2 separate regions of the Danio rerio genome follow, and region 2 is linked to region 1. Evidence: chromatin contacts called from public HiCAR-type data. All regions are on one chromosome and are shown on one strand. Each heading gives the region's core, a stretch centred on a gene start, on an enhancer-like site or on the middle of the called end of the contact. The rest is flanking DNA. Distances are from core to core; before and after follow the strand shown.

Region 1 (3,343 bases), core at 266-2,765:
AGTTGGATTTACGAAGGTTTGAAGGAGGTTGCTTCTCAAAGTGTGCTCGAGCAAGACCCACTCCACTATAAACACACAGAAGAAAGACAGACAGAATGATGATGGATGTATTTATAATTAAAAGCAACAATTATAGCCTATTTTGTGATTTATTATAATTGTCTCAAAATATTAAAAATAAATAGGCTAATTTTAGTTCAAATGTGCAACGGGAAAGCCCTGAAATAGCACACGTGAATTGCTTTATTAGTTTAAGAAAACAACTTGAAATATAGCTTTGTGTTTTACACAATCACTTAAAAAGTTATGCTAGTCTTTAACAACATATATTCCATTTAACATACTATTGGCAATTGTGATAAATCATAAAGTAGCTTAATTGCTCTAAATCTATACTTGAACAAACAAGTAAGCTAGGCTACTGGTATTTATTTTCTTTAAAACTCCATATTTTAGGGCAAATAAATCAACGCACTGTTGCAAAGTCATTAAAAAGCAGCCGCTATTTTAAGGCTAAAATAATAATGTCAGAAGAAATATTTTTTAAATAGTTTAAATGTGACTTGCAACTCCATCGTTTCAATGTGTCGGTGCCGACGACACGCAGGAGGATGCTACGAACTTATCGCAGCAATAAATCAATCTCTTTGTCAGCTGGTTATTAATAAGCAGATATCGCGCACTGATTAGGATGATATACATGAGCGTTTTGTGTCGTCCCAGGATGATAAGCGCCCGATATCATTCCGTCGAGCTGTTGCCGTGGCGCTGCAGACCGCCGCCGGCTTACCTCTGAGCGGCTGTGTTCGCATCCAACACTCCGGCGCCCTGCATCCATGTCCGGACAGCGTTCATCCCGGCACCGATGGGCTCCTCTTTCATACTACTCCCGCTCCTTTGAATGCTGTCTTGAATCCCGAACATGAAAACAGACTCCTGTCACCGTCTCAGTCGCTGCTTGCTTCTTTTGATCGCTCCGTTAAAAAAAGACAAGGAGAGGAGTACGGGTGAGCAGGTGTCACCGCGTTTGTCTCTATTAGCGCTTCCTCTGTGAAACCGAAAATACACCGACGTGCCAAAAGAAACGCGAGATGTCAACATCCAGGTTTGGGAACACCGCACAACAATAAACAAACAAACAAACCAAAAACTGCAAGATTAAACCGGAGGTCCCTTCGGTCTAGCGCGCGGGGGAGAGAGAGAAAGAGGGAAAAAAGTCTAATGTCACTTTAAGAAACAATAGGATCAAGAACGGGCTTCGCTGAGGGTTAGATCAAATGTCATCATCCAGAGACTATTTTTTTTCTTTCTTTATTTTCTCCTCCTTTCCTTTCCTGTCTTTCTCCACAAAGAGTATTCTCTGATCAAATCACATGAATGAGCAATATGAAATCAACCACGAGAGGTGGACCCTTGTGGAGACAGCTCCCTCGCTGTTCCCCTTGTTCAAACGGGAGTGATTTGTGTCCTTTCCCAAAGGAATCCGATTTGACTGTCTCTGGGAACTAAACACAAGCAAACTAACCCCAAAGGGAGGAGGAGGTGGAGGAGGAGGGAGTGACTGCGCACGCAGGGCCGCCCCCCAAACATAAGTAAGCCGAACTACCATTAGCTGTCCACCCAACCACGAAGCCCGTCGCCTAATTAGATATCACAGCCCGCCCTGCCCACTTAGCGAGCTGCGTGTTTAGAGGGGAAACCAGAAAGAAGTTATGCGCGCGTTAAATGTCACGCGGGGAGCTGCAGTCCGGAGCGCGCCGCGCGAGTCGAGCCAAGCTGATGTGGTTCGCATGAACGCAGAGTTGTCTTTTAATATTGTAAGTTTGTTTAAGAAACAGCACAGTGGGTTTGTTTAAATAGGGATGAGCTAGTGTTAGGGTTGTTCAGCAACTCTCTCAAGAGTTGGATGTTTTATAAAAACATTTCTGAGGGAGTTTTCGCCGCGCGCGTTGCGTTGAGGTTTGGCGCCCCTGGCAGATTTATCAGCTTTTCCAAAAGCCCTTAAAACACTGCATTATTGCTTAAAGAGAATATGATAGCTATGTCAGTATTTTTATTTCATAAATTATCAATAATGACATGTCAAACAGACCTCTGTTGCTATGGTTACCTGCTAGACGAGCGCGATGTGTGTTCTTGAGAGTTTATATTCAGGTAAAATAAATGAATTGAGAACTTTTGTAAGCTGGTAGGCTTTAATATAGCCAACCAAAACGTGGTCACACTAGGATATTCTGCTTTCTTTAAAACATCATTGTCGATTTTTTATTAGGCTAATACCATAATGTAGTATAAAGTATTATAAAGTATGAAGTATTTCATTAATGTGCGTATGAGAGACATAAACCCGAGAAATACTATGTTTGACAACCAATGTGACTAAATTTATAATTAGTGTCATAAACATTTCCAAAGAGACGTCTTAGTGCATTGCACCAACATTGAGGTTTGTTTTTTATTATTTCAGTTATCAGTAAAAAATAAACTATAAAATCCTTACTGACAAAATTATTTAATGCTTTTTAAAATTGCCTACTTTTTTATTAGTATAGATAAAGGAGCAGAATGCAGATATTATAATCCATATAACACCGCAGCGACAATAGGCTAAACGCATCAAACAAAACCGGATCATTCAGACCTAATGTTTAAACAGCATGCTTAGTCAAAAACAATATAAAACGACTACACAAAATACAATATAAGCGCAAAACAGTGTAAATAGCAGCACTTTTTTCCTCTTTTAAACAAAATCATTTTTATTAATATTTGAAATATGCTTTATTATATTTCAGAAATGTTCAAAATGAGCTTGCTCCGGATATGGATATTGCACCAGAGCTAAATGAATTGCACGGAGGAGAGAGGTCTGAGTCCGTCCTATGCAGAGCTGGTCAGGCAGAGGGGAATTGTACTCCCCTTGGGTCCTTGTATTTATATGCCACACAGCAGTTTAAAGTGGCAGAAACTACACAACGAGTCTTGGCGAAAACGGTGAATTGTGTCCAAATAAGAGACAGACATGTTATTTAGCATAACTAAAATTTATTATGTGCGTCACTTAAATGTCCCATGTTCGAGAAAAAAAAATCAATGCGCAATCCTGTTTAACATGTGTCCATATTTATGATAATCATATAAAAAAGCTCAAATTAACCTTTATATAATACAACTAATCCCATTGCTGACAGCGACAAATTCGATTTGATCTGTAAAGCAGATGTCCACATAAATCACACTGTCGTTGATGAGCACTAACCATTTAATTGAATTGAATAACCATAAAATAAATCATAATGTAAAACAAAGTTTTTGTCACGTGACATAATTTAATCAGTGGGCT
Region 2 (3,343 bases), core at 487-2,986, 350 kb before region 1:
CCAAAAGTTTGCACAAACTCTCATTTGTGAATTAAAGCCTTCAACAACCGCTGTTCTGTACTATGAGAAAATAGCAAGATAAGAATGGGGGGAAAACTAGATTGAGAGTTGCACAATAATTAATGATCACCATAAAACAGATCATTTTATTCTATTTTTTTAATTAAAATGATTAAACTTTCTAAAATTAAAATGATATTTATGTCACAAAGTTTCTGTTTAATAAGGGGTGACCAGCTACAGATTTGAGTTATCTCTGACTGGCACATTTAATTCTAAATTGCAATCCTTTCATAATAAACAAACTCGTAAATTATTCATTAAACAGTAACTGACAGTTTGATTTTAGATAGCACAGCTAAAAACAAAACTCTTAAAGTCTGCAACAAACCAAAATAAATAGATTTTAATGGCTCACATTGCTCTTCTTGAGGTGAATGATTACTCTTTGCAAGAAATTTTGGTAATCTTTAATCAAATTTGTTTCCACTCTTGAATGTCTATCCTTCTGTAAGGCTGTTAGACAGCTCAAGTAAAACACCATAAGCCATTTCTCTACAACTGTTAGTTTGCTGTGCACAAAAGTTTGTGAGAAGGAATACTTTAATAAAACAATGCCCTTTATTCAAATTCAGATAGAAAAATGTCACAATACCATGTTAATTTTATAGGAACTTACACCTCATGCAAGATTTAAATGGTTTGGAAACATGTTAAAAGTGGGTCCCAGCTGAAATTTAGTTCAAAATACTAAATATAAACCAATTCATGTAAAACATTTCTTTGACCTTTGAGTATAATGTTGTTTATGTTTGTTTAAAATGTTATTTTCATTGGAGATACATTTTCTTCTTCTGAACAAATGTGTATTAGTTTGGTTTGTACTAAAGCATAACAGAAACTATATTTCTGAAGTGTTTGATGTCCCTCTCGTTTTAGGGGTAAAAACACAAGTTTCTGTTTAACTGCTGCAGTTTTCATGAAACTCAGTGGCCTCTATTACTGTATAATCACCGACACATCCATGGCTTTGAAAAATGTAAACAGTTTGTTGAATAATCGGCAGTAAACACACAGCACACAAATATGAACAATGAGCTGTTGTTCATATTAGGCTAACTAGTTAGCTTGAACAAATGACTCCCGAACGTTACAAAAAGTTTAAGTCACTTCATATATAAATTTAAACGCATACTCCTGTTTTAAACAACAGTTTTCTCACTTAAAAAGATAAACAATCGCAAGGTTAGTTTATGTGGAAAGCACTTTGATACACAAGCGCCGTGTTTTGACAGCCAGCACAAGTTTAGCAAGTGTCATAAAATTAGCCAATGTGTTGATATTAAGGATCCCTGTGCAATATTAGGGCGTTAATAAACAAGTTTAGACCTCTTGTAAAGTAACAAAACCGATTGAAAAATCTGCACTGGTGAAATACAAGACTTTTAAGGGGAACACAAAGCTGTTGTTAGCCGCTGTGCTAACTTAGCTCCAGTCTCGAGAGTGCGATGTGACGTCAATGAGTGCGTACGTGTCTCATTTTCAACAGGTACGAGGCAAGACGCCGAAATACTTTCGGAAACATCCAAAATACTCACGCTTTATCAACCAGCTCCCGCACTTTCCACATATTCAACATCTTGGCCGTGTCGCTGTGGCTCTCGGTCGAGTAAACAGGTGTTCCAGCCCTTGAAATCCGCTGGTCGTGCCAGTAGAGCTGTCACGAAAGCCGAAGCATGAACTCTAAAGTTACGGCGGAGGAGCGCAGGCCACACAGGTTTCTACGGAAATGCTCCGTCACTTACGGAAATTTCGTAGGCTGCTTCAGCAGAAACACTACATCCTTTCAAGATGAGGATATGACATAATATACTTTAAAGTAACCTTGCAGAAAATGGTAGAGAAGGAATATTAATTGAAGGAAACTCTGGGTATCTATTAAATATATAATTTCAAAGAAAATCAAAGAAATCTTACTTAAGATACTACATAAACTTTACCCTGTTAAGCATTTTTTAACCAGATTCATTGAAGAAATTGATGTCAATTCTTCGTTCTGCAGTGGCGCCCCCAGAAAATTTTCTTAGGGGTGGCCAGAAGAGGCCGCACCAAATCTTGGGGTGGCACACAAAAAAAAATTATGAATTCAGTGTAATGTTATATTTTTGTGTTTTTTTCAATTAATTCTTCTTGAAATATTGCTATTTATTCCTTGAAGTAATTCAAGAAGTACATGTGCAAACCAAATAAAAATCTATGTTTAGTTTAAAAACACTTTTCATATATATATATATATATATATATATATATATATATATATATATATATATATATATATACAGTTGAAGTCAGAATTATTAGCCCCCCTGAATTATTAGCACCCCTGTTTATTTTTTTCCCAAATTTCTGTTTAATGGAGGGAAGATTGTTTCAGCACATTTCTAAGCATAAAAGTTTTAAAAACTTATTTCTAATAACTGATTTATTTTATCTTTGTCATAATGACAGTAAATAATATTTTACTTTATATTTTTCAAGACACTTCTATACAGCTTAAAATGACATTTAAAGGCTTAACTTGGTTAATTAGGTTAACTAGGCAGGTCAGGGTAATTAGGCAAAGTATTGTGTAATGATGGTTTGCTCTGTAAATTATTTTTAAAAAAAATAGCTTAAAGGGGCTAATAATTTTGTCCCAAAAATGGCTTTTAAAAAATTAATAACTGCTTTTATTCTAGCCGAACTAAAACAAATAAGACTTTCTCCAGAAGAAAAAATATTATTAGACATACCGTGAAAATTTCATTGCTCTGTTAAAAATAATTTGGGAAATATTTAAAAAAGAAAATAAAAATCAAAAGGGGGCTAATAATTCTGACTTCAACTGTATATATATATATATATATATATATATATATATACTGTATAAATAACTTTTTACGTGCTTTTATTGTACATCATACGGTATATGCCATGTCTAAAATTAATGAAGATTAATGAGTTTATTATTCCCAGAGATGGGTTGCTGCTGGAAGGGCATCCACTGTGTAAAAATGTGCTGGATAAGTTGGCGGTTCATTCCGCTGTGGCGACCCTGGATTAATAAAGGGACTAAGCCGAAAAGAAAATGAATGAAAGAATAATGAGTTTATTAATAACCCAAACAAATGATCAAACTGAAACAAAAAGGCATTACTATACACAATCACTATACCAAATAATATCATTTATCCATATTACTTTTTGAGCCATTTTATTAATGCAGCTTCTTCTATTGATATACTGTACCTTAAGGTAAATATTAATTTGCCATTGCTGTCTATTGAAGGTGTGCGTGCTGTCA

What was found. HiCAR-type assays count read pairs that join an accessible place to other places.
Region 2: a HiCAR-type map of caudal fin shows a contact between it and region 1, with 4 times the contacts expected there. The contact joins the promoter of clint1a here to the promoter of ebf1a in region 1. A contact is called at or near these places in 1 of 18 Hi-C or Micro-C datasets (caudal fin) and 2 of 4 datasets of contacts at active chromatin or transcription factors (caudal fin and embryo).

Annotation. Positions count from the first base shown.
Region 1 is chr14:39,622,553-39,625,895 of GRCz12tu, reverse strand. ebf1a (EBF transcription factor 1a) reads right to left here and starts at 1,515. Exons shown (of 17, transcript NM_001423971.1): 1 at 791-1,515; 2 at 1-65. The coding sequence starts at 924. It overlaps LOC141377560 (a long non-coding RNA gene), which reads left to right and starts at 1,702. Exons shown (of 3, transcript XR_012389897.1): 1 at 1,702-1,817.
Region 2 is chr14:39,968,251-39,971,593 of GRCz12tu, reverse strand. clint1a (clathrin interactor 1a) reads right to left here and starts at 1,736. Exons shown (of 12, transcript NM_001003412.1): 1 at 1,599-1,736. The coding sequence starts at 1,639.